7 separate regions of the Mus musculus genome follow, and regions 1, 2, 3, 4, 5 and 7 are each linked to region 6. The links are chromatin contacts, called in public HiCAR-type, HiChIP or PLAC-seq, Micro-C and promoter capture Hi-C maps. All regions are on one chromosome and are shown on one strand. Each heading gives the region's core, a stretch centred on a gene start, on an enhancer-like site or on the middle of the called end of the contact. The rest is flanking DNA. Distances are from core to core; before and after follow the strand shown. Region 1 holds the start of Ndufaf6 (NADH:ubiquinone oxidoreductase complex assembly factor 6). Region 2 holds the start of Esrp1 (epithelial splicing regulatory protein 1). Region 3 holds the start of Plekhf2 (pleckstrin homology domain containing, family F (with FYVE domain) member 2). Region 4 holds the start of Ints8 (integrator complex subunit 8). Region 5 holds the start of Trp53inp1 (transformation related protein 53 inducible nuclear protein 1). Region 6 holds the start of Gdf6 (growth differentiation factor 6). Region 7 holds the start of Dpy19l4 (dpy-19-like 4 (C. elegans)).

Region 1 (3,731 bases), core at 833-3,332, 1.2 Mb before region 6:
GCCTAGTCGGAATATGGCAGGTATTATCTTAGGGTTATTGACAGAGGAGTAGATACTAACAGCATAGAGGGTGGATATCTGCTAAGCTCTAGTGCTTTAAAGACTTATTATAAATATTGAAGTTTTGTGTCTTTTATCTGGGAACTGAATGAGCTAAGGTGAGGTAGAAACCCTTGATTGAGATTAAAGATTTACTGCAACAAACAACCATTCCCCCTTGCCTCTCTGGGCTTAACACTTATATACCCTCAGAAGGGTTCCCAGAATACCAAAGGTCACACAATCACAGAAACTATTTGCAGCTGGCAAAACCGTACTCTGCTAGAGCACGAGGCAAACCATAGTCAGCTGCTGTGTCAGCCCCACATCCTTACATCTGGGATGTAAACAAAAGTACATCCGTGTAATATTTCTCTGTTTTTTTAAAGAAACCAAAATTCCAGAGTTTGCAAAAGGTCCTCCTTGGAGCTGGAATTACAGGTGGTTGTGAACCACCTGATGTGTATGCTGGGAGCTGACATAGCTAGGCTCCTCTGAAAGTGCTCTTTTTTCTTTTTTTAAAATTGAAAGTGGTTTTTCATACAATATATTCTGGTTGTGGTTTCCTCTCCCCTACCTCCTTGGAGATCACCCCCACTTCCCCGCTAAGTCTACACCCTCTCTTTCTCTCCTTCATTAGAGTACAAACAATTGTTCTTAACCACTGATCCATCTCCCCATCTATCCTTTGAATTCTTTATCTTTTTCCCCCTAACTCTCAAATGCTGGCATTATATGTGCATGCCACTATACCTATAGACTATTCAATTAATAATAGTTGGTAACAACATATCATTTGTAGTATAGTATCATTTTATTGTATTTTAAACTGTTGTATTTAAGTATTTAAATTAGCACATTATGGCATGTACATAATGTATTTCAACATTTGCCTCCCATTACCCTCTTTTGTCTCCTGCCCCTCTGAGCCTCCTTTTTGTCTTCTGAGCTCCTTCACCTCATCTGGTACTATCTTACCATTTTACTGACTGACCCATCTCTCTAGCCTTATACTGGAATTCTAAATTCTCCACAGGCAAAAGGCTTTGGCCTGATTCCTGGCTGAGAGGCTACTTTTCTATCTCAGGTTCACAACTTCCTCTTTTTGTCTTGCTTCAACCTCACTGTGTAGTGTAGGCTGACTTTGAACACTCAACACTTCCTGTCTCAGCCTTCTTAGTGCTGGCGTTACAGATGACAGAGGCAAGTCAGATTTTACAACATCGAGGGACTGTCAATGGGTTAAAGCAGGAAACAAATGACTCCATGCTCTTGGGCTTTTAGAGTGTTGTGAGAGACAACTAACAGCAAATGATATATTGTTACTGTTAAAAAAGAAAAAGGAGCCGGGCGTGGTGGCGCTCGCCTTTAATCCCAGCACTCAGGAGGCAGAGGCATGCGGATTTTGAGTTCGAGGCCAGCCTGGTCTACAAAGTGAGTTCCAGGTCAGCCAGGGCTACACAGAGGAACCCTGTCTCGAAAAACAAAAGAAACAAAAAACAAACAAAAAGAAAAGGAAAAGGAAAAGAAAGCAAAAGGAAAGAAATTAAATTTTGTCTCTGTCTCTCTCCCCCTTCCTCTCCTTCCCCTTTATCCTTAGTGGTTGATAATGGAGGCATAACCTGGTGCATCTCTCAAGCATCTTTGTGTTTTTCTCTTGGAGGTAGAGTGGCTAATCAGTGTACCTGTTCAGGGCTATGCTGGGAGGTCTCTGGGAATGTGTGTGGGTGAATAGTGGGCATTCAGGTACAACAAGCTTCCAGCAGTGCGGTTACAAGTGTCAATAGCGCCCTTGAAGAGGATCAAGAGAGGATGGGGGTCTCTGGGGTGACAGGATGTAACGTCAGTCGCTTCTTTAAAAAGCAGGCACCCATCCCTTTTGGCGTTCTGGGGTTCTGTGGGAGTGGACGCTGGAGAGGACAACCAAGTCACCAATGTGCAGGATTATAGCGACACCTGGCTCTGGTCTGAGTGGCGTCCTTCCTTTGCGGAGTTGCAGAGATCTGCCGGGGGCGTGGCCACTTTCCGGGGGGCGTGGCCTCAGGGTCGGAGGGCACCCGAAGCGGGTGTCATGGCGACCTCCATGCTGGGTTCTGTCCGCGGCCCAAGGCCATTCGGTTTGGCTAACCTGTTCCATCGCCAGCCGCCTCGGGATGCGTGGGAACGTGTGCGGCGCCTGCCGGGGCCCTCGGCGGTCCGGCGCAGCGTGGCGGCGGCCAGCGGGCCAGGCATCCCCGGTTCCCACCTCTACTGCCTGGAGCTGCTGAGGTGAGTGGCCGCGCCCGGGGGACATCCCCGAGAGCCCAGAGCCTGTGGAACGCAGAGCGCTGAACCCCGAGCCTGGGGCTGCGTCCTCCGGGTCCTGCGTTCTGCTGGGCTCTGTGCCCGTGCTTGGAGAAGGAGACCGCAGGCCTGTTCACGTGGCTCAGCACATCCTCTGCCTGAACCCTAACGTTAATGGACCCTACAACCTTTGCATGCATAGCACTTTTTATTCATGGACAGCTAGTGACTTTAACACCGTTAACTGGCTTTGGGCTCTGTGTGCTGCACTATTAAAAGTAATTCACGGGGCCTGCGCATTTTTAGGTCCATTGGTAGGGTGCTTGCCCAGCGTGCTTTGGATAAACACATCTCACAAAAGTTGGCACACTCACTTTTGACGCATCTTCTTAGGAGGTACTGGCCAGAGGTTTAGATTTAACTACAAAGCAACCTCAAAGCTAAAATTTTGTTTACAAAAGTAAAGTCCAAAGCAGCTTATTTAATTCTCCTTTCAAGTTGTGATTCCCATCAAGGGAGTTTAAGAGTTAGAGCATTAAGAGCTGGAGAAATGGGTTAGCGGTTAAGAGAACAGGCTCAGGTTTGATTCCCAGCCCCGACACGAGATCTAATGCTCTCTTCTGGCCTTCTTGAGCACCAGGTAAGCAGTGTATAGACATATGTGTACGCAAACACTCATACACATAAAAATAAATACAATTTTTAAGATGAAGTTTAATAATTTCAAGGGAACAAGGGATTTGCCAGAGATTTACAAGAACAGCCTCATGACTTGTGTTTTGTTCACCTGGTGTCAGGAAAGACATCTGGGATTTCCTCTGTAGACATGTGTGGGGGTTGGGCCTGATGGGAATTGAGCCCTATGAATAATCTATGGCTTAATTACATCCACCCACACCGCCCCTGCATTTTGCCCTCCCTGCTAACAGCAGTTATCCGGTATGGTTTTTGTTTGTTTTGAGACAGGGTTTTTATGTAGCTGTGGTTGACCCTGTAGACCAGGCTGGCCTGGAACTCCTTCTGGTCTCTGCCTCTCAAGTGTCGGGTCTTTTTTGTTTTGTTTTGTTGTTTTTATTGTGTGTTATTTTTATTTCACGTGTATGCGTGCTTTGCTTGTGTGTATGAACTGTGTGCATGCCTAGTGCCACCGATCAGATTTTCTGGAACAGTTGTGAACCAATGTGATGTTGGGAATCACACCTCTGGAAGAACAGCTCTTAAGTACACAGCCAAATGCCTGCTTTGAAGGGCTTTAGAGTGTAACTAAAATAACTAAATCACCTTGGATCTGATTAGGGAAGCAAATCTGAGAAATGCAATTGCTTCTGTGTTTGCCAAGAGTTTCAGGTTCCCCTGACTCTGACCAAGTACTGAGTTTACAAGCTTTGGCTGTCAACCTGCCATGTTTG
Region 2 (3,493 bases), core at 500-2,999, 1.5 Mb before region 6:
TCCTGTCGGAGGTGCTTCAGGTGCGGCTGTGATCACTTTCTCTGCAACCTTCGCTTGCCTGACTTGGGGCCTCCCAGCCCGGTGTGCTGAGCGTGCCGCGGAGTCTCGTGCCTTTGCCAGGTGTTGCCTCTTCGGTAGAGCCGAGCAACCGAGATGGTCACGTCTAGAGAGCCCTGGGGCGACGCGGCTCCGCAGAACCGGCTCCTCCAAGCGGCCTCGCCCACTGCAATGCAATCTGGGTGGTTTTTCCAGATTCCCCGCCCAGTCCCAGCCCCCTCGACTCCAGGGGACAAGGAGGCAGGCTCGGAGACACCGGGGCTAGGGCGGGGCCAGGAGAGGCACCCGGGGACTCGGGAGCTGAGCGCGAGCCAGGCCTCCGCCTGCGATCCCGGACGCGGCTGCCACCTGCACCGCCGGCCCCCGTCTCCGGCCGCACCTCATCCTACCGGGAAACGCGCGCCGCGGGCCTCCGACTCCTCTCCCCACTCCCGGGAGTCAGCTCCCGCTGGGAAAGCGTAGTCTCTAGGTTGTCCTGACAAGGGTCCCCCAGGAGAGTACCAATAGGTTCCTGCGGTTGCAAGGGTGTGGCCGCTTCTTTTCACTGCAAGGATATGCAAGGCCACACACCGGGCGCCAAACGAGTAATATTTCAGACGGAATTCGGCTCCTAAGAATAGACCGGTTTAAAACAGAAAACTCGAGGGAACTCCACCGATGGCACTTTTCTAAAGTGTCAACATAACCTTATATAGCTCTTGGTGGCTTGTGGCAGGGCTGGGGTGGTTGGTGGTGGAGGCGCAGGAGTCTATGGGCATAAGTTGGCCAAGTCACACGCTCCAAGAACAAAAGGCAGGATATTTAACGAAAAGTGCGTTTGGCCTGACTGAAAAATCTCTATGAGGGCTGCGGGGCAGATGTACTTCTTAGCCAAGGCAAGTCACAGTTAACTGTGTCTGCGTCCTAGAGGGTGTTCCGGTCTCGAATTAGCAGCCAGCACGACGAAGATGTAACAATTATAGCAATAGAGAAGGGGCTACAGGTCCTTCCTCCCGAGGTTCCCCAGCTGCTTCGAGGGCTGTGATTGCATCCCAGGACCTGCCTAGCCAGCCAAGCGTCGGGTTCTGCGGCTCGGGGGTGGGGGCGGAGGCTCGCCCCGAGGTGGAGAGAGCGAATGCCAGCCTCCCGCGCCGTGAGGGGCAGGGCCAGCAGGACACCCTCCTCCGGCTGTTTGCACAGAAAGGTGTGCTGGGCTCAGGAGCGGCGTTTGCCGGGTTCCGCAATTACCCGCACCAGCTTCCCGGGCAGCCGTAGACCCGTCCCTCCCACGCGCCGCGCCCTGGGCCTCACCTCTGGCCTTCTTTTACCTTTAGGCACCTTGGTCATTCGCGCGACCCCTCAGCTTCTCCTCCCCCCCCCCCCCCCACACACCCTCGGCCAAGCCAACCCTCCAAATCCCTCAACGCTGCGTCCTCGAGCAGGGACCCTTCTCGTCGTCGTGCCCCCCGCCCCTTGGTCTGGCCTTGGCTACCCTCCTGGTGACAAGTAGCTCTTCCCCGCCTCTCTCTTTCCCTCCCCTTCCCCCAGCCCTTGCTTCCCCATTCATCCAGCCTTTGTCTCCCGCCCTCTCTTCTCCCTCCCCCAGCTCCCCTCCCACCGCTGCCACGTCGTGGTTTGAAGGAGCCAATGGCCGGGCGCCGCCAGGTGTCTCTTACCTGCACCACGTGGGGGAGGGGGGAAAAGGGGCGGGCAGGTAGAGCCACATCCCAAAACAGAAAAGCTTTCAGCCATTGCGCGCGCCTCCCGGGGGTGCAGCCCGGCTCCTGGGTTTTTTCTTAGACGCACCAGCAATTGGATACAAAAAGGGCAGGCCTGCTCTTCCCTCCTTCCACCCCCCTTCCTGCCCAGGGTGTGGAGCGCCGGCCAGGTGTGGGCTTGGGTGGCAGGTTACCGCCTTTTGCCCTGGCGGCCTCGAGGAGGGGGGTGGGCGCTTTCTTTTTCTCTTGGAAGAGGGTTTTAGCACAGGTTTTCTCGTTCTCACTTCCAACCCCACCTCGCCGCCTCCCGGCCCCCCTCCTCCCCCTCCCCACCTATCGTCATGACGGCGTCTCCGGATTACTTGGTGGTGCTTTTTGGGATCACTGCTGGGGCCACCGGAGCCAAGCTGGGTTCGGATGAGAAGGAGCTGATCCTGCTGTTATGGAAAGTCGTGGATTTGGCCAACAAGAAGGTACTTTACTATGTTCTGGTCCAAACGAGGAGTCGGGGCAACAACTTTATTGAAGAAAGTTGGAGAAAGGGTAGTCGGTTTCTTTTCCCTTTCCTTTTTTTTTTTTTTTTCTTTTCTTCACTTTTCTTTAAGTGGTTGCACGCTTATGAAGCGGGGCCCCGAGGCCTAGAGAATCCATAGCAGAATCAAACCTGTTGGCCAACCACCTTGGAGCCGTTTAAATCTTCTGAAACTTGGCTCAGGTAGAAAAAGGCCTCTCGCTGCCGAGCCGCGTTCTCTGAGAGTCGCAGAACGCCTATGCCAGGCTGGTGGTCCCCGGGGCGCTAGGGTCCCCTCCTTGGCCTGGGCGACTTGATCCGGGTAGGGTGGGGGTGGGGCGACCAGATCCCTGGGTTTCTAGGGAGCTTTGATTCTGCTGTTAGGTGCCTGTAGAGCTCGAGCCGTCCAGGAAAAGCCAGGGAGGAGGAAGGATTTCCAAATTGAAAAGGGGGGAAACCGACCCCTTGTTTTCTACCCCTTATTCCCCGAGGTGGGACAGCTGCACGAAGTACTAGTTAGACCGGATCAGTTGGAACTGACAGAGGATTGTAAAGAAGAAACTAAAATAGACGCCGAAAACCTGTCTTCCGCGCCGCAGCTGGACCAAGCCCTCCGACAGGTGACAGTTTTGGCCAGGCCACGCCGCCCACCCCCATCCAGGTGGCCCCCATACTCGACCCGACCCAACCCTGCGGCTCCACGCCCTCGTGGGGCGGCCTCTGCTTGTTTCTGGGGTGGGGTGGCGAGGTTCCCAGCCTTGTGTGTGGGAGTCCGGCCGGGGGGCGGGGGAGGGCTGCGGTGCTTGACTTCCCGGCCCCCAGGGTCTCGAGATTGAGATGGGCTCGAGCTCCTGTTGCCTCCTGAGTAGTTCTTTGGGCAGGAGAATCCGCCGCGCGAGGTTTACCTCACGGGCCGCCAGCGAAGTTGCAGTGCCAGCTCCGAGCTCACCCAGTCTCTCCTGGTATCTGGGTCTGTAGCTCGCCTGGGGTTGGAGGCGCAGTGCTGTAGAGGGGTAGACCCTCAGTCATACCGCGCTAATGCTAGCTATGGCTGTAATTTGGTTTGCACCTGAGTGCCCGCCTGATTTTAGCCAATTTCCAAAAGCTTAGCTTCCTCATTACTTCTTTACTGCCTTGATTGGGATCCCATGGAGTGGTTGCATGTACAAACCTGTGGGGCTGTTTGTTGGGTCATCGTGGAGCTGGCGGGATCCCCGGTTGAAATTGA
Region 3 (3,615 bases), core at 853-3,352, 1.2 Mb before region 6:
CACGCCCAGCCGGGCAGATCTTACCATCTAAACCGGTGCTGGAGTGACAGGCTGTGTCAGAACTGCCCAACTGTCTTTAAGTGACTTTGGTTTCTCATTTTGTATGGGTTGCTATGTTACAGAACTTTCTATGATGGTGGGATGTTTTATAGTGCCAGTGTCTTTATAGTCACGTGATCAGTGTCAGTAAGGAACCAGATCTTAAATTTAAATTTTAATCAATACACCTGCTTAGTGGTTTTGCCAGTATGAGTCTAAATAAATGGCTTCCAAACTGGGGCGCACACATCCCAGGAAGGGAAGAGAATACACAGACTGCAGGTAGAAAACTTATTACTCCATAGATTTATATCATTATTTGGCATGTCTTATTTAATATTTAATAACAAGGTAAACTGTAATAGACATATGTGTGTACACATTGTACATGTATGTTTAATAATTTTCATCATTCATTATTCTTAGCTTGTGCTTGGCATGTTACAAATATTGATTCATCTAATGACTCTTTGAAGTACTCTTATTATTCTAGTTTTACACACGAAGGAACTAAGGGTAACTAAGTATGTCCAAGGACGCAGGTATCATAGTTTGTGGCAAAGCCAAGATTTTGAGTGTAGACAGTCTGGCTTGCATCTTTGTACTTTAAGTTAAACAAGTGTGTTGTAGGGAGGGCAACTTTTTTTTGTTTTTTTTTTTTTTTGTTTTTTTTGTTTTTTTTTTTTTGAGACAGGATTTCTCTGTATAGCCCTGGGTGTCCTGGAACTCTCTGTAGACCAGGCTGGCCTCAAACTCAGAAATCTGCCTGCCTCTGCCTCCCGAGTGCTGGGATTAAAGGCATTCGAAGAGCAACATTTTTATTGATGACACTAGAAACACAGCAGTTCCTAATCTTAAAATTTAAAAAGATTTTAGAGTGTGCTTAGTCTAGCACACATAAAGATTGTGTGTGTATACGATTGAAATCCTGTAACTATCCCTATTACGACAACTGATCTCCTTTGCCAGTTTTGTTCTGGATACTAATTTAAAACAACTGTATTTGTTTCACAGACATTCTTCTTCCTCTTCCTCTTCTTCTTCTTGTTTTTCGAGACAGAGTTTCTCTGTAGACCAGGCTGGCCTTGAACTCAGGATTCCGCCTGCCTCTGCCTCCCAAGTGCTGGGATTAAAGGCGTGTCCAACACCGCCCGGCAGCTCTCAATCTTCTTAATGCTTTAATATAGCTCCTCCTATTGCGGTGGTCTCCACCATATAATTATTTGTTACTACTTCATAACTGTAATTTTGCTGTTATGAATCATAATGCAAAATATGTTCTCCGATGGTCTTAGGCGACTCCTGTGATCCGCAGGTTGAGAACTGCTCAACAGGAGGCTAAAAAGAAAATTCCTGAATAAAACTTTAATAATAACCCAATTTCTACCCCTTTCCTGTTTAAACGGTGTGCTTTTCCCAGCCAGCCAGCCTAGATGCCTCTGCTATCTCTCCGCAGCGCCTAGTAAACGCTCTTCTAACCCAGCGTCATGGTAGCACCGAGTTCTAGGTACGCGAAGCAGTTGGCCGAGGGGAAGTTTTGAAAAGAGCGGAGTTCTTCGGCATAAGGTTACACAGGAGCCTGCGGGTCATGGGTGCGGTAAGCGCAGACCCCTGGCTTGGGAGAAAGCGACAGCAGGTGTTCGGCTGAATGGCCGAGCCGGGCGGGGTTGGCAGACGCGGTTGGGTGGCGAGAAGCAAAGCCTTTCCTGTTCCTTAGGGCGGGAGGCGTGGAGGCAGCTTCCGCCCATTCTTCCAGAGAACTTCGCGGACTGCTTAAGAGCCCTTTCCGAAGGCTAGCCCGAGTCAGGAAAGTCAGGTCAGGCGACCCAGTCCAGCCTCAGCTGGCTCAGACGCGCGTCACCTCTGCAGAGGCGCGCGTTCCCCAACCCCGCCGGGGGAGGCCCCCGAGTGGGTGTGGCCTCCGCTGAAGAGCCCGCCCCCCGTGCGGTCGCGTGGGGATGGAGGGGCGGGGCAAGGCGATGGGCGGGGCGAGGGAGCCGGGAAGAAAGGGCAGGGCGGGTGTGCTCGTGCCCGTGTTTGGCGCTTGGGCGGGGGCGCGCCGGTGCGCGCGCAGGAGGGAAGCCAGCCGGAGCGGCCGTTGTCGGGTTCGACTGGAGGGGCGGTGAAGTCACCTGCGAGCGGCTGCGCCCGCCGCGTCCGGATCGCGCCGGCCTCGCGGGGCCCCACGCAACCCTGCGAGGCTGGGGTCGGGGAGCAGGCGGAGTCCGCGCCCGGAGTCGGCGACTAGGAGGACTCGCACCCTCGGCGCCGCCGCCCGCGCGGGGTCGGGTAGGTGCCATGGGGGTCGGGACGCACCGGGCGGCGGCGGGCTGGGGAGGGAGAAGCGAAACTTTGCGGGCGCCTATCCCCGCGGGCCCGGGCCAGCCGTGGCGCGGGGAGGGGTTGGCGCGGGCGGCGGCGGCCGACGCCATGTTGGGGTCTGTGGGAAACGGGGCGCTCGGGCGGCTCCCCTCCGGGCCGGCGCTCGGGCTGGAACCGCCTGGGTCCCGCCGCGCCCGTCCGCGGGACGCCGCCCGGAGGGCCAGGGCCGGGACCATAGACGGCGGCTGGGGACTGGACCTCGCGTCGCCCCCGAAGTTGTGGGGCAGCAGGACTCGGGTCCCCAGATCGTGCGGTCTGAAAACTTTGCAGGGTCTGGGCGTCAGGGGCACGCTCTGACTCCAGCAGTTTATTTTATGACTTTATATGAAAATGGCACCGTACAATTGGCTCAGATAGGAGCGGTAGCTTACACGCTACTTGAAGGGTTTTTTTTTTTTAAGTTTTATGATCTTTTGCCTAGTTTTTTTTTTTTTTTAATGTTATTAAAGGCCAAGAGCTGGTTCCCCAAGTTGCTCGAGTAGCCTTGTATAGTCCTCGAATATTAAAGCAGTAAGTTGTGTGAGTGTGCAGTGGAAATGACTAGTATTCAGGTTACATACACCTAAGCAGTAATTCAGACTCCCAAGTACATTAAACTGGTAAATGCCTTCTTTGTTATGTTTTAATATGTTGCCTAAGAGACTCGTTAAAGAACCATTTAGAGTTGAACGTTCAGTTGAAACGTTAAGGCATGTGTTGTCTTAAGACTAAGTGAAATAACCCAGTGTGTTGGCTCATGCCGGTTTTCTGAGCACTCCCGCGGGCTAGGGCAGAAGCATTGCCGCGAGTTCAAGGCCAGCCTTGGCTACAGCTTGAGTCTGAAACAAACAACCCCAGGACCACAACAAACAGATTAGGGTGATTTTGACGATTCAGTTTTTTTTTTATTCTTTTTCCTTTTCGTTCCTTAAAGGTGCATGAGTTTTGAGCCCCTATCTTTGTACCTTTATAGCTTAAGGGGTGGGAGGACCCAGGTTAAATCAGAATTAACCCAGGCTATTTTTAATCACTATGGGTCATGAGAGCATTGGGAGGTGAATGGTATTAAGTTGCTTATTTGGAAAGCTCTTTATAATCGCCCCTGCCCCCAAATGAAACTGGTGTACAGCATGAAGTAGCCTAGTAAATAAATACCCTTAAAAAAATAAAGGCGGCTTTAAAATTATGTTAAATGGGCTGAAAAGACTCTTAACA
Region 4 (3,765 bases), core at 909-3,408, 1.4 Mb before region 6:
GATAAAACTTTAGAGACTCACGTCAGGGTGGCTCTGCCTCTGACAACTCTGACTTAACAGCACGGGGAAAGGAATGGCAAAGAGGACCTTCCAGTGATCGTCCCGTGATGTATTAATGAGACAATATTTGGCTACTGAGGAAAATTCTGAGATCCAGTCCTAAAAGCTCACCATGAGTTGGTGTCTGATCTATACACCAAAGAATTTGTGCTTTAAATCTTGACACACACACAAGCTTATTACTTGGAAGTGAGAGAGGTTCTAATGAGTTTTCCTCCCGAGGCTCAGTTGGCAGTGGCAGACTTCCCGCTGGCCAGAGGACTATATTCTTCCCTCTATGCAACTTGAAAACGTTAACTTGGAGGTATCTGTCCAGCCATTTTCTTTGCCAATCTTGTCTGCCACTGTAGAATGCTTTAAAGTTTAAAGGACCAGGGTGGGAGTTGCCATTTAAAGACAAAATAATTCAGAAACTCAGCCCCAACTTAACACGGCAATCAGTGAACACTGACTGACTTCATTTCTTCAGATTGCTGAGTTCTCCATTCAGCTAGATACTTTTTTACAAAGTGATACAAAGAAGTTGAAAGCATTAACATGACTTTATAATAGCTTTAAATTTATTGCTGGTTTATAAAAGCCTCGATTCGATCAATCAAAGGCTTGCTATCCCAGCTATTCCTGTTTTGTTTTGTTTTCGAGATAGGGTTTCTCTGTATAGTCCTGGCTTTCCTGGACCTCACTCTGTAGACCAGGCTGGCTTCAAACTCAGAAATCTGCCTGCCTCTGCCTCCCAAGTGCTGGGATTAAAGGCATGCGCCACCACTGCCCAGTTTATCCCAGCTAGTCCTAAAGGATATAAGATCCATCAGAATATTTATAGAATAGTTTTACATATTCTATACATGGTTTTATTTTATTCTTTTAAAAAGAAATCTAAAGGGGCTGGTGAGATGGCTCAGTGGGTAAGAGCACCCGACTGCTCTTCTGAAGGTCCAGAGTTCAAATCCCAGCAACCACATGGTGGCTTACAACCATCTGTAACAAGATCTGACTCCCTCTTCTGAAGTGTCTGAAGACAGCTACGGTGTACTTACATATAATAAATAAATAAATCTTTAAAAAAAAAAAAGAAATCTGAAAACAAAACAACAGATAACCACCCAAAAAAGCCCACAAAGAGCTTAATCTATAATCCAGCACTTGGGTGGTTGATTCAATAAAATGGATGCAAGTTCAAGTTTAGCCTGGGCTACATAGTTCCAGGTCATTCTGGGCTACAGAGTGAAACCCTGTTTCAAACAAAGCAAAACAAAACAGGAGAAGCATCTAAAAGAAACTGACTAAATCTGAATTTTTTTCTTTGTTTCTCAGGGTCCCTTTATGAAAACAATCATCTTTAGTAACACATATCTGAAATTTTCTATGAGGTGTGTATAGGATGTCTGGGAGTTTTCTTCAAACTTTCTTCTGGATGTATTTTGTCCGGATCAGCTGGCCAGTCAGCTGATCACAGGAACTCTCTAGAAGGACCAATCTGGCTTTGGCTTTTGCTCTCCAAGTGCTGGGTTTTACAGGAATGCCCCACTACACCATGCTTTTTAGTTTTATTGATAATGATACTTAAGGACCTTTCAGAATGGTGGAACGCGTAAAATAGGGTTTACTGTGCCTAGACTGGAGATCTGAGGAAAATTAACTAGCTTCTTATTCCGAGAGTTAGTCTTGGGAAGTCGCAGAAAAGTTTGTTTTTTTTTTTTTTTTTTCTTTTTTCCGGAGCTGAGGACCGAACCCAGGGCCTTGGGCTTGCTAGGCAAGCACTTTACCACTGAGCTAAATCCCCAACCCCAGGAAAGTTGGATCTTAATTATGTAATAAGCCTTGGGAAACGGGGAGAGGAGTTAGGCTGGAAGGAGTCTCAAAAAGGTAAAGCACCCAAGACAAAGCAACTAGATTTGGTCTCTTTGGTTTTCTTACGAAGACATCGAACTCGCTTCATTTTCTCTGGGAATGTCCAGAGAATCTGGAGAGCCCCGCCAGAATCTAGCTTCTGAAGGGCCAGGAGACTCCATGGCAGCTAAGGGGCGGAGCAGTCTGCTGTTCCCGCCCCTTTCCTCCGAAGTCTAACTGGGATTGGTCGAGAGCGTGGCTAGCTGCGGATCCGGGGCCGGACTCTGGCCGACTACTACGCCATCTTGGGCTGTGCGAGCTGACTAGAGGTTCCGGGCGGTTTCGCTGGATAAAGGGACTGGGCGAGGGTCAGGTTGGAGCCCGGAGGCGGCGGGAGCAGCGGCGGCGGGGGCAGGATGAGCGCGGAGGCGGCGGACCGGGAGGCGGCCACCTCCAGCCGGCCCTGCACCCCGCCGCAGACTTGCTGGTTCGAGTTCCTGCTGGAGGAGTCGCTGTTGGAGAAGCATCTGCGCAAAGCCTGTCCGGGTGAGCGAGCGAGCGAGCGGGCGGGCGGGCGTGGTCTGCGGCCCGCTGCCTTCTGTCCCCCGCTGCCTGAGGCCTGGCCGGCGCCGCTGGGCCCAGCTCGACGGTGCCTCAGCCGGGAACGTCGCCGCGGAGCGTCTGCGGAAAGTTTCAGACAAAGGCTTTCGGTCTGCCGCGGTCCTCACAGCGAAGGGCGCCCGCACTCGCCGTGCGGGGGTCGGGTCGCCGATGTCGCACGGCCCTGGGGGTGACTTCGTGAGGGGAGAGCGGCTCTGCGGAGCCTAGAGCCGGCCGTAGCCTTCGGTTCATTCAGCCAGGGGATTGTGTATTTCACTGTTGAACCCCGAATTAATATAAATCCCCCGAAAACAGCTGCTTCGGCTGTTGTATAGGGATACCCGTGTTGGGCAAGGAACATGGCCCTTTTCCTCTTTCGGGCATTTTGGTAAAGGTACAATGTAAGGTCTTTACCTTTAGTTTGCTCAGTTCTCATCCGAATTTGGCCTTGTAGGAGACTACTTTGTGAAAAGTTGGCATCATTGGTGGGGCAGTTTTACCAAGTGTATCTCAGTGCTTTTAGAGCTTTCCTATTGACACATTGTTAGGGGCTAGGGTGCCAAGCCTCCGTGCTTAGCTCTTTAAATAGGTTGCGGTCCTTAGCGAAGCCTTCATTATAGTGAAGAAAGTGGCATTAGCCGCTACTTTACTGGTGGGAAACAAAGCTAGAGACAGTTCAATAAAAGACCCCTGTCAAAACACTACTTCTTTCCTCCAATTGGCATTGGTCTTATCTTGAACTGGGAACCTGTAATGCTTAGTTCTTCTCTGTGAAATGCTTTGTTATGAATCAGTTTTGAATCGTCCCCAGACCCTCTTGCTTATTAATTAAGCTGGCAAACGCCGATCTGCAGCTGTCTCTGACCACACCTCCAGATGTTTCGTGCCCCCCAAGTACCATAGTCTTTAGTATACGCGAATCCTTTTGCGTTTTTATAACGAAAACTTTAAGAATTTAATTTCTTTTAAATCCTAGATCCTGCACCAGTTCAGCTTATAGTTCAGTTTTTGGAGCAGGCTTCCAAACCTTCAGTTAATGAGCAAAACCAAGTCCAGCCTCCACCTGATAACAAGAGAAATCGCGTCCTAAAGCTTCTTGCTCTTAAAGTTGCTGCACATTTGAAGTGGGATTTAGACATACTGGAGAAAAGGTATAAAGCTGTAAATGGCATTACATTTGAAGCAGTGTTTGAATGTCTTTGTTTCTGTCTGGATTCTAATGTTTTTCTGATAGTGGCTTAAAATAAATTACTTTTCTGCATGTTCATGGCAAAA
Region 5 (3,629 bases), core at 966-3,465, 1.3 Mb before region 6:
ATTTTTTTCTTTGAAGGATATATATGTGTGTGTGTGTGTGTGTGTGTGTGTGTGTGTGTGTACATATATATATATATATACATATATATGTACATATACATATATCTCAGAATGCTTATGGTTTGTGATAGGCAGTTGAGAGATTTATTTCTCTGACCTGTGATGAGGAAACTGAGCTCCAGAATGAAGTGAAAATAACTTGCCCAACAGCAAGTGAGCTGGTGTCTTGAGGCAGCAGTAGGGCAGGAATCCTTTCAACCTGGTGCCTTCCTTGCTTTTCCCTGCACATGACCTCAGGCTCCTTCCAGCCTGATTCTAAAAACTTCAGAGACTAGCACTTTTCAGTGGCTTTGGCTGCCAGCAGGAGGCTCCAAAAACATCTTTTAAAATTAAAAACAACAACAAAAGCACCCACAACTTTGATGAATGCAGTTTTGAAATACCAGCTGGCTAAACATACTGATGAAAAGCAACCTTAAAACGATTACTTGTGGGGCTGGAAAGCTGGCTCAGTGGTTAAGAGTGCCGACTGCTCTTCTGAAAGTCCTGAGTTCAAATCCCAGCAACCACATGGTGGCTCACAACCATCCATAATGAGATCTGATGCCCACTTCTGGTGCATCTGAAGACAGCTACAGTGTACTTGGATATAATAATAAATAAATTAAAACAAAACAAACAAACAAAAATGATTTCTTATGGGCCAGAAAGATAACTCAACATGGCAACGTGTATGGTGGCAAGCCTGATGGCTTGAGTGTGATCCCCAGAATATACATGGTGGAAGAAGAGAACCTAGCAGTTCAAAAAAACAAAGATGCTAATAAAAAGGTTTGTTCTTTTAGTCAGAAACAAGGGATGGCCTTGAACTGATTCTCCCACTGCCACCTGTTTAGTACTTGGTGGCATGGGCCACCTTTGATTCAAGTAATTTAAAAATCAATTTTGAACTACAAAAATACCAAGCCAAAAGAGTTGCCTGTGCTCCTTACACCTCTGTCTATTTAGCTAATTTACAAGGACTTACCACATCCTGTTCAGAAGTCTGAAAACAGTGAACAGAGAGCGGTTAGGTTGGTAATTCACTGCTTTGTTAACCTTAACTTTTGAAAGCAGTCGTTTCCATGAGAAATACACTAGGGAGCAGAAAGGAGTAAAAGACAAGATGAAAAACAAAAGAGACACTGGTCACAAAAATTAGTAGGCCATGGTTTCCAGCAAGGACTTTGAAAATTATAGTGGCTGAGGCTTGTACAAGCTGCCTAGTGTTTTCACACCTTACAATCACCACCAAAGATGTGATTTTTAAGATCTTGGGGGCATAGCCGGGCGTGGTGGTGCACGCCTTTAATCCCAGCACTTGGGAGGCAGAAGCAGGCAGATTTCTGAGTTCGAGGCCAGCCTGGTGTACAAAGTGAGTTCCAGGACAACCAGGGCTATACAGAGAAACCCTGTCTCGAATAAAACCAAAGGGGGGGGGGGGGGAGAAAGATCTTGGGGCATTTGTAATGATGTCGGTCCGAAGACCCAAGCTCAAAACTACTCAGCATTCTGAAAGAGCTCTTTCAGCCAGGAACTCCTTTAGTCTTTAAGGAGTTAACAGGTGGAAAGGGGTTCCCCGTTAATCTGCTCTGAACTTTTACACGGAGTAAACACACCGTGAAAGTGGAAGCAAAATGAAGGAATTGCACGTGAAATCCCTCTGCAAATAGTAAACACCGCTTCCTTTTAGTTAGCTGTGTGGCCTTAAAATTACTTTCTGTGCCTCCAAGTTTCCTCCGCTTAAATAAGCAATGTTGGGGCCTCGCAGGGCGGTCGCGACTGAAACGAAGTATTTAGAACCCACAGCAGTCTCTAGCACACCCCAAGTGCCAGCGACCAAACTGATGAGGACGGAAGCGACGGGAAGTGCTCTCCCCACAGGTGCAGGCTCGGTGATGCGCGAGGTCAGGAGGGGTCGGGCGGGTCTCCGGGTAACGGAGCAGGTTTCCCGTCACCCGCAGGTTCTCGGTGTCGCCGTGCTCGTCACGGCAGGGAGAGAGTCCGGCATGAAAGCCAGAGAGCGGGCAACCAACCGCCGCCCTCCCGCCTGTGTAGCCCGCACTTACGTGAGCCGAGCAGAGCTGCGGGTGCTGAGGTAGCTGCGGCAGGCCGGGCTCCTGCGCTGCGGTCGCTGCCCTGGCCGCCGCCGGCCCGTCCGGGTCCTTTTGTTGTTGTGCAGCTCTGGGAACAGCTGATCGGCTTCCCAGCCCCGCCCCGAGCCGCGCCAGCCGCAGGCCGACCAATCGGCTGCGCGGGGGCCTCCGGGGCCGCCCTGCGAGAGGTTGTCACTAACGCACGTGACCTGGCACTGGGCCGGCGGCGCGCCCGGGGCAGAAACAAGCCCGGGCAACAAAGCGGGAGCCGGAGAACACTCCGGGTGAGCGGGAGGAGGGGGAAGAACAGCGGCCCGGGACTGGCCGTGGTGGGAGCCGGCGGGACCGAGAGGAGAAGAGCCCGACCCCCGGAGCCGCTTCGGCTGAGTGAGGAGCCCAGAGTGTGGGTACAAGGCACTCAGCCCCCTTTTGCTGAGGGGCTGGTTAGGGATAGTAGTTGCTCCTCTGGTCAGTGTGGAGAGAAACCAATAGTCGCGATGCTGAAGGCAACCCACCGCTGGACATTGTTTTAAAAGAAGTCAGGGCCCCAAATACATGGGATGCCTGTGTCCCACTCATTCCTCACCCCTTAGACAGTAAGCCGGGGCCTAGTCTGCCTTATGAACTTGAACAGGAAGCTCTCAGGTCTTGCCCCCCAAGAGTCTGCTCTAGAAAGACAAAAGTCGGGCAGAGGAGGCCAGAACTCGGCCTAAAGGGCCTTAACTTCCGAAAAGAGGAACCCCGAGTGAAGAATTACCTCTGTTTCTTCCCAGGGGTCTGCATCTAAAGCCTTATAAGAACTGAGGAGGTTATGACCTTTTTTACAAAATGTAAACATTCACAGGACGCCTAGGTCCTCACCAGCTATTTATAGTGAGAAGAAAATGAGACACTACATTTATAAAGAGAGTCTAATCCAAAGCTCTACTGCACATACATTGGGGGATTAACTAGGAGTGACAGGAGTCATGTTGGTCCTGTCAGTTATATGGATTCTGTGGGGCTGAGATGTAATCTTCTGGCCTTGGTAGTCTCAAGAGACTCCTAGGTCTCGGATAGACCATCGAGTCACAGCCTGTTTGTCACCTAAGAAAACATCATCGGAAAACACAGATATTTACAATTCACAGTAGCAAATTATACTTATGAAATAGTAACAAAAACAGTTTTTATATTTGGGTCACCACAACATGAGAACTGTATTAAAGGGTCACAGCATTAACAAGGTTGAGAACCGCTGGGCTATACAGATGTGCGGACAAAGAAACAGGTTATAGATAAAGATGACAAATATCTGGCTTCTTCCTCGTCCTCTTGACATGAGACAAAGACCTTGTTTGTGTGCTTTTTCTCCTGTCAGCAGGGGTTCTCTTCTTGGTGATTGGTCCAGGCTAGTCCTGGACATGTTTTCCTGAAACTGTGGGCCCATCAGCTCCCTGTTGTTTAATTTACCAACCCCAAATTAGGAGAGGGGAACCCATTCCAGACCACAAA
Region 6 (3,409 bases), core at 53-2,552:
GAATGCATCCTGTCTGGCACAGGGGATGAGGGTAGGGTCCCGAGATGATCATCGATAGAAGGGTTGCCTGGCTGAGAAAGGTAGATGAGTACCGTCCTGTAGTACAGTAAGCACCAACAACTCCACGCTTTTATCAGTCCCAGTTTCAGCCCACCCCGAAGATGGTGGCTTGAAAACTATCATGTGTGAGACGAGGAAAAATAAAAACGGTGCCACAAGGCACTGGGTGCCCACCTGGCTGATATTTCCCCACACCCTACGCAGGACATCGGGTGAACCCACAGGGCTGCTGGATCTAGGCACTGCCTGACACCGATCCTAGACGGATTGACTACCTTGTGCTGGCTTTTCCTTGAGAGACAGGAGGCTCTCTAAAGCTCTCATGAATGCTCTAGGGCCCGCGACCCTCACAAGCTTTGGAGCCAGGGTCTCTCAGTCCTTTCTCTGACCCTTCTCCCTTTCCCTTCATTTGCTCATCACTTCTTTTCCTCTATGCTTCCTCTGCTAGCTACCAGACCATTGACCGCCGCGATGCTTTCGGCAAAATAGAAAACAGGAAGGAAAAGGAGAGAAAAAAAGTAAGAAAGTAGGGGAGAATTGCAGACTGGAGCAAAAAGCTGCAGCTGCACTCAGAATTGGGGGCTTGAGAAAAGTAAAATAGGGGGGAGGTGTCCAAAATGCGAAGGGAATTCACAAAAGCAGCCTCTTGCCAGAGCCTGGGTAGAGCTCTGGCTGAGGAGCTCCAACTGGAGAGGAGTCGGGCGCTTTCTTTGCCACTTACCCAGTCCTCTGTCTACAAAGCTAGTGATCGTATTAGCTGACTTGGAAGACTGGAAAAAGCTGGCATTGATGCCCAGCTTCTCGGCAATGGAGTAAGTCTTGTAGATTGACAGCATGTACTCGTGAGGCACCACGCGCAGCCCCCTGCCCGGCGGCTCCTGCCCCTGATGTTGTCCGGGCGGCCGCCGCCGGAGGTCCTTCTGCCGCAGCCCGTGCTCCGGGGGCGTCCGGCCCTCGGCACTCTCTTGTGGAGTTCGCTGCATCTTCCCTTCTTTGCGGTTCCCCACGTCTTTGGTGGAGTCCAATTCGGTGGAGGAGGAGGAGGACGAGGAGATGGAAGCCTGCTGGAAACCCGGCAAATCCCAGAGGAAGCTAATGAGGAAGATCGCCCAGAGAAGGACCCTAGGAGTGTCCATGGCGAGCGAGTGGCTAAGTTACTCGGAGAGGCGGCGGCGACAGCAGCGGCTGCGCCGGGCGCGAAAGGCACGGAGCGGCTGGACAGCGGCGGGGGCCGCGCTCCTCCTGCAGACTACGAGTGCGGGGAGCCGGGTAGCAGCTACACAAATCCAGGCCCTGCCACGCCCCCTCCCGCCCCTCGCCGGGAGGTGGGGAGAGGAGGGGAGAGCAGCGCTGCGGGGATAGGGAGGGAGGCGGGTAGTGCGGGCAGGAGGTGTGGGGTGGGGGGCAGCGGTGGGCTGTGGTGGTGGCAAGGTGAGAGCTGGAAGAGCCCCACGGGGTCCGGAGCGCCGACTGGGCGAGCCAGAGGCGAGCGCCTCTGTCCCAGGGTTGGGGAGCCAGAGCCCGCAGGCAGCCGCCTGCGCCGGGGACCGTCAGTCCCCACCAGCTGCTCGAACTTCTCCAGGGACCCGGGGGAGTGGCAGCCGCGGCGGCTGGCTCGGAGCGGGGGTGGGGGTGGGGGGCTGCTGCCGCAGGCTGCGCCCTGGCTCCGGGCAGTGGCACCCTCTCTTTGCCACCCTACCCTCCTAGCGGGCGGTTAGCACCCTCTCACCCCCCCCCCCCCGCGCGCCCACAAGTTTCATCCCTGAGTCCCGGAAGCCAGGCGCAGGGGCCAGTCCTTCACAGCCCCCTTCTCTTGGTAGAATGCTGCTTTCCACAAAGACCCGCGTCAATTCCCGACCTTCGAGGTCAGGCAAAGGCCACCAGTCTTCAGAGTTTGGACCGGTGCTCGGAGCTGCCGCGCTCTCCTGCAGGCCCCAGACTCTCCTCTCGCAGACCTCAATCTCTGGTGTTTGCTCCAGCTGCTTCATTTCTCTTTCGTGGGACCCCACACTTCTCTGGACCCTTAGGGGCTTGACTCCCTCTTCTTCTGCACCCGTACTTCCTTTTTCCTCTTTCCTATTGTCTTCAGGAATTAGTCCTTCCCCCAAATTCCTTCCCATTCCGATTCGATACCTCTCCTCACCCAGTCCCTGCCCCCCAAATATGCTTTTTTTTTTGGCTGTGGCCTCCCAACTCTCTGATCCCCACCCTCTCTCTCCCCCTTTCACCAGACCCCTCCCTGCGCAGCTCTACCCCAATCTGTTTCTCTTCAGCCCAGCCTCGCCCCATCACGAGTTTCCTTTATCTGTCCCCAGATTCCCAGTGTCTTCCCCGCCCACCGCCCCGCGGTTCAGGACGTTGCTAGGTTTGGCGGCGAAGCGTTGCTTCTCTCGCACAGCGCTCTAGACGGAAGTTGTCCAGAGTCTTTACAGGGTACTCACGCACCATCTGTAAACGTCCTCCTGTAAATTACTCCACTTATGGATTTAAAAAAAAAAGGGGGGGGGCAAAAGGCTCAGAGATAAAGGCTTTCCAGGGCCATTCAGCCAAGAGGGCACAGCCACGGATAGACCCAGGAAGCAGTGGTTCCACCATTCTGCTCCTCCTGGTTTGAGCTGTGTCTCTGTGGGTTCTCTCGCCCTGGCCCTCCTGTCTTCATTGGGACCTTGCAGGCGTGAGGATAATTTGGTCCTCTCTCCCCTTCTCTTTACTCTGACTTCCTTAAGAGGCATGACACTCACCTTGGACATCTGCTGTGTCAGGCCTGGCTCTATGGCCTTAGCAAACAGTTTCACATAATCTTCATAACAAGCCTGAGACAAGGGCCACATTATCTCTATTTTACAGACAGAGAAACTGAGGCCCACGATCACACTGCTCCTGTATTGCCACTACTCCTAATTGCGAGGCTATTGAGAGGGGCTGCTTTGCTCTCTATCACTAGAGATTCTGGTTCTACCCCAACCCATTTAACGTCCCTTAGGGCTACTCAGTTCATGACTGCCAACCCATGGCCTGTCTGGGACTTGAAGGAGTCTAGCTTCTTCCTTCTGCTTTCTAGCATTATCATTCACCAGTGTAAGGCTGAGAAAGGAGCTAGGAAGTTTTAAGTCTTAAATAATGCTTAGCCCACTAGGACGAAAAGCTCTCTCTGTTCATGTTCCTTCATCTTTGGTGCACATGTCCTTCATACATTACTGTTATCCAGAGATGACACCCTCATCTCTTAATGTCTAATACCAAATCGATCGCCTTCTAATATCTGTGCTGCGCCTCTTTCTCTTCCCCTCGCTGTACTGACATCCAGGAGAGGCATCCATCCATGGCTTGTCTCCATTCTCTCCTTCTG
Region 7 (3,496 bases), core at 230-2,729, 1.5 Mb before region 6:
CACAGCTTCTAGTCTCAGCTAGACATCCTGTCTCAACTAGATATCCTGTCTCAGCTAGACATCCTGTGCTGGGCCTCTCCAAACCCTAGACATGAACCTAGTGTTGTGGAACATCCTTGTGGTTCCTTGGCTGTGTTGTGCAACCTAAGTGTTGAAACCCTGCCAATGGGAGCTCAAGCGCTGGGCCTCTAATTTTCTCAGCCTCCAGTATCACCAGGGTATACTCTGAGTCCAAGGCAAGGCAGAAAAAGAACTGGTGGCTCTGGCTGAACTCCCAATTAACCAGAAACAAGTGCTCTAACCCCCCCCCCCCCGTCCCTCCTGAATGTAGGATTGGACCCCCAATATCACTAGATCAGGATCCCACAGAATCAGAACAGATCCAGAAACCAGGCATTATAGGAAAAAAAATTAGGAGTTTCTGTGAATTACTATAGGAGGCCTACATAAGAAAGGAAGGAAAGAAGGAAGGAAGGAAAGAAGGAAGGAAGGAAAGAAGGAAGGAAGAAAGAAAAAGAAAGAAAGAAAGAAAGAAAGAAAGAAAGAGAAAGAAAGACAGACAGACAGCTATCCTTTTTTTGAAGTGGCTGTTCACTCATGCTTTTGGGCCAACTGAAGGCGTGCCACAGTGTTCTCAGTATGAGTCATGCACTGCACAACAAAATTAAACTGCATTCTATTGTTATGAAATAATCTCTATACATTCCTCATAGCAGACTATAAAGTACTATTGTGCTTTCTTCCAGAATATTGACATGAGCAAACATTTTGTTCAAGGCAGTTTTCGTGATTGACACGTTGCTCTCTCTTGTGTTTCCTTTTTTATATGATAATAACTTAATTTGCTTATGTAGCTGAGGTTGGCCTTGATAATGAACCTCCTTCCTCTACTTGTCACGGTCTGGGATTACAATAGGGAATAACCTGGTACAAACTTTTTTGTAGCCGCCAAGTGTCTACTAAACCAAACTGTGTATCACTCTTGCCATTGCAGCAGTAGGGAACCTGAGGCAAGTTGAGAGCAGCCTTGGCCATATAGAGAGATCCAGTCTCAAAAACAAACAAGCAAACAAACAAACATCTACTAATCCAAAGGACCTGCCTAGAACGTCTTGCCTGGCTTTGAAATCATCGTAACAAGTCCAGGACTCGTTGCTCTGCAGTTGAAACTCCGTTTTCTGTTTGAAAAATCGGCCGGACATAGGGACTGGATCTGGCCTACAGTCTATGACTTTCTGAGACGGATCCCAGCGTCACGAAAAGCTTGCTCTGGCTCCTGCTTTCCTGTGAGGCTCAGCAAGGAGCGAGGGCGGCGGCGGGGACTCGCTCCTCCCAGGAGCATTGCCATCCCGTGGCCATCGTGGGCATGGCTGAGGCGCTCTAGCGAAACGCTCCGGCCGGGCCCCGCTCCCTGCACTCTGGTTCCCGGAGCGCCTTGGAGGGACCCAGTTGGCGGAGACACCAGAGGGGGGCGGGTCAGGAAGTGGGGGCGCGGCAGCCGGGAGCTGGCCGGGGCGGCCGCGGGGTTTGGATACTCGGAGGTTTGGGAGACTCCGGGCTGCTCGGGAGCCGTAGGGCCACTCGGGTCTCCGCGGAGACGATGGCAAAGGAAGAAGGTGAAGGCTCCGGCGTGTAGCGCGCCAACTGCCGCGGCGGGCTCGGGAGAGGGGCCGGGCCTGACTGCTGGCTGCGGGCCGCGGGGAGCAGGGCGGGCGGGGGCGCGCGCCCCCGAGTTTGCAGTGGAACCGGGCGCGAGCCGAGAAAATGGCCCAAAGTTTCGTCTCCCGAAATAGGACGCAGAAGTGGAACTTAAAGTCAGGAGTCTCGGAAAGGAAGCTGTTGTTGGGTGGCGGGGCTGCGGGTCCGGAGTTGCTCCGCAGTGGAAAGCAGGACGAGCTTGGGTGGGTTCTGGTCCAGGCTGGAAGCTTTGGGTGCAGAATGGGAGGGATCGCACCCCTCGCGGGAAACTGAGGCTGGGATCTGGGATGGACGCGCAGAACCTGACGGAGTTCACTTGTGCTCTAATGGATAACAAATGCCAAAGGGCAGGGGCATGTAAGTGGTTTTAGGGGAGGAGGAGGTCAGTTTTAGGGTTAAAACTAATGGACTGGAGAGAGCTCTGCACGCTCCTCAGGGTCAGTGCCAAGGGAATTTATTGTTTAGCCAGCAATATTTATCCATAGAGGATTTGGACAGTGAGCAAAAGATAGGAAGCGGCAAAAAACTTAGCAGTGTACGATACATAGTGTAAAAAAGTATTGGTGGCATAGTAACTTCATGGGATGTGTATGCACGATTGAGCTCTTGGACTTCATTCGCTCGGATGAACAGTTACATGTTTCATTCTGCTGGAAAGCAGTTTTTATCTTACTGAGTGGAGTTGTGAATGCGACCGTTAGTTATCTGGTTTAGATTTAAGCCGTTGAACCAAGGAGACAAGAAGGGAGTTTGAAGAATTCAATGGAAAGCCATTTTTCAAAAGACTATTAGAAGTACATGCTGACTGGGACTAGATGTCCTGTCCCTGAGGTCATGATTCAGCCATTCCTCCTCTTCCTGCAGCTCTTCGTGTTAAATTTCATGCACATTTAAGATACTACCTAAAACCAGCCTCAAAACAGGTTGCTGGTAAGGAAGAATGTAATTCCTCTTTTTTCTTTAGCTATAGCTATATCTGTGTTTGCAATGTGTTATCATTTGACAAAGATTTTTTTTAAACTTTATTTTTGTGATTAGTTACAAATCTGTGTGGGTAGGTTGATAAACCAGTTTGTCTTTGTGAGCACATTAATACTTAACACAGGAGAAAAATCGCACAGTGCCACTAAAACTTGATATTGTAAATATGCAGAAATTGCATTTAAGATGGAATTATTATACTTAATAACTATGATGTGGACCTTTTTAAAAGGCTATATCATTTTGTAAAAGTAGTTGACTATAAACTGTTAAATGATTTTTGGTTATAGAATTACAGGTAATCTAAAAACATGTGTTTTATTCAGGACAATTACTGGGTGGCAGTTTTATTAAAATAATGGGTCCTTTCAACAAATATTTAATTCCTTGGCTAAGTCTCTATTCTTTTGGGTGCTGGGATATAATAGTCAACAAAGTATAAATATTTATTGTAATGATGTTTGTGATGATAATATTTACAGCAAACACGTCCCGTGTCAGGAATTTCCCCGAATCCCTTCTGTTTACATATCGTGTATTTATTATGTTAAAATTAGGCCAGTCTCTATATTCTTGTTTGAATTCAGGTCAGGTACAGTTTATAGCTTTTGGCTTATTCTCAGGTCCTTCAGGAGCCTCTTTGTTGTCCAGCTGTCCCTGGAAGTAAATGTTCTTCCAGACGCCTCTCCTGTACTGTGTGTGCAATGGTGCTTGCATTGATGCTTCCTGAAACAGACACAGGCTTTGAGGAGAACAGTGTTAACATTTCTCTTGGACCCTTTCTAGTCTACATGGACATCTGGAAGCCTGTTTGTAG

What was found. Promoter capture Hi-C pulls out the DNA fragments that hold promoters and counts their contacts. Hi-C and Micro-C count contacts between places; a contact is called where the count stands out from the background. HiCAR-type assays count read pairs that join an accessible place to other places. HiChIP or PLAC-seq counts read pairs in DNA pulled down with a chosen protein or histone mark.
Region 1: a contact with region 6 is called in an H3K4me3 HiChIP or PLAC-seq map of forebrain, with 7 times the contacts expected there. The contact joins the promoter of Ndufaf6 here to the promoter of Gdf6 in region 6. A contact is called at or near these places in 6 of 39 promoter capture datasets (cranial neural crest, embryonic stem cells, frontonasal cranial neural crest and 3 more), 2 of 484 Hi-C or Micro-C datasets (cortical neurons and embryonic stem cells), 3 of 115 datasets of contacts at active chromatin or transcription factors (astrocytes, embryonic hindbrain and forebrain) and 1 of 9 other capture datasets (embryonic stem cells).
Region 2: a Micro-C map of embryonic stem cells shows a contact between it and region 6, with 4 times the contacts expected there. The contact joins the promoter of Esrp1 here to the promoter of Gdf6 in region 6. A contact is called at or near these places in 3 of 39 promoter capture datasets (cranial neural crest, hippocampal neurons and second pharyngeal arch cranial neural crest), 7 of 484 Hi-C or Micro-C datasets (embryonic stem cells and nephron progenitors), 4 of 115 datasets of contacts at active chromatin or transcription factors (astrocytes, embryonic forebrain and embryonic stem cells) and 1 of 9 other capture datasets (embryonic stem cells).
Region 3: a HiCAR-type map of astrocytes shows a contact between it and region 6, with 5 times the contacts expected there. The contact joins the promoter of Plekhf2 here to the promoter of Gdf6 in region 6. A contact is called at or near these places in 4 of 39 promoter capture datasets (cranial neural crest, hippocampal neurons, maxillary cranial neural crest and 1 more), 1 of 484 Hi-C or Micro-C datasets (muscle stem cells) and 11 of 115 datasets of contacts at active chromatin or transcription factors (astrocytes, craniofacial prominence, embryonic hindbrain and 6 more).
Region 4: a contact with region 6 is called in an H3K4me3 HiChIP or PLAC-seq map of embryonic forebrain, with 6 times the contacts expected there. The contact joins the promoter of Ints8 here to the promoter of Gdf6 in region 6. A contact is called at or near these places in 1 of 39 promoter capture datasets (cranial neural crest) and 2 of 115 datasets of contacts at active chromatin or transcription factors (astrocytes and embryonic forebrain).
Region 5: an H3K4me3 HiChIP or PLAC-seq map of embryonic forebrain shows a contact between it and region 6, with 7 times the contacts expected there. The contact joins the promoter of Trp53inp1 here to the promoter of Gdf6 in region 6. A contact is called at or near these places in 2 of 39 promoter capture datasets (embryonic stem cells and neural stem cells), 5 of 484 Hi-C or Micro-C datasets (cortical neurons, nephron progenitors, palatal mesenchyme and 2 more), 10 of 115 datasets of contacts at active chromatin or transcription factors (astrocytes, embryonic forebrain, embryonic hindbrain and 5 more) and 1 of 9 other capture datasets (embryonic stem cells).
Region 7: a contact with region 6 is called in a promoter capture Hi-C map of embryonic stem cells, with 2.7 times the contacts expected there. The contact joins the promoter of Dpy19l4 here to the promoter of Gdf6 in region 6. A contact is called at or near these places in 2 of 39 promoter capture datasets (cranial neural crest and embryonic stem cells).

What each region holds. Positions count from the first base shown.
Region 1 is chr4:11,074,556-11,078,286 of GRCm38.p6, reverse strand. It overlaps Ndufaf6 (NADH:ubiquinone oxidoreductase complex assembly factor 6), which reads left to right and starts at 2,082. Exons shown (of 9, transcript NM_001085493.2): 1 at 2,082-2,307. The coding sequence starts at 2,111.
Region 2 is chr4:11,385,039-11,388,531 of GRCm38.p6, reverse strand. Esrp1 (epithelial splicing regulatory protein 1) reads left to right here and starts at 1,749. Exons shown (of 16, transcript NM_194055.3): 1 at 1,749-2,227; 2 at 2,757-2,885. The coding sequence starts at 2,096. It overlaps Gm35631 (a long non-coding RNA gene), which reads right to left and starts at 1,400. Exons shown (of 2, transcript XR_390400.3): 1 at 1,348-1,400; 2 at 1-667. RefSeq lists an enhancer at 1,480-1,509.
Region 3 is chr4:11,006,106-11,009,720 of GRCm38.p6, reverse strand. Plekhf2 (pleckstrin homology domain containing, family F (with FYVE domain) member 2) reads left to right here and starts at 2,102. Exons shown (of 2, transcript NM_175175.4): 1 at 2,102-2,328.
Region 4 is chr4:11,252,652-11,256,416 of GRCm38.p6, reverse strand. Ints8 (integrator complex subunit 8) reads left to right here and starts at 2,158. Exons shown (of 27, transcript NM_001159595.1): 1 at 2,158-2,436; 2 at 3,467-3,641. The coding sequence starts at 2,307.
Region 5 is chr4:11,155,027-11,158,655 of GRCm38.p6, reverse strand. It overlaps Trp53inp1 (transformation related protein 53 inducible nuclear protein 1), which reads right to left and starts at 2,215. Exons shown (of 4, transcript NM_021897.4): 1 at 2,109-2,215.
Region 6 is chr4:9,842,265-9,845,673 of GRCm38.p6, reverse strand. Gdf6 (growth differentiation factor 6) reads right to left here and starts at 1,302. Exons shown (of 2, transcript NM_013526.1): 1 at 782-1,302. The coding sequence starts at 1,196.
Region 7 is chr4:11,320,120-11,323,615 of GRCm38.p6, reverse strand. It overlaps Dpy19l4 (dpy-19-like 4 (C. elegans)), which reads left to right and starts at 1,479. Exons shown (of 19, transcript NM_001081201.2): 1 at 1,479-1,616. The coding sequence starts at 1,601.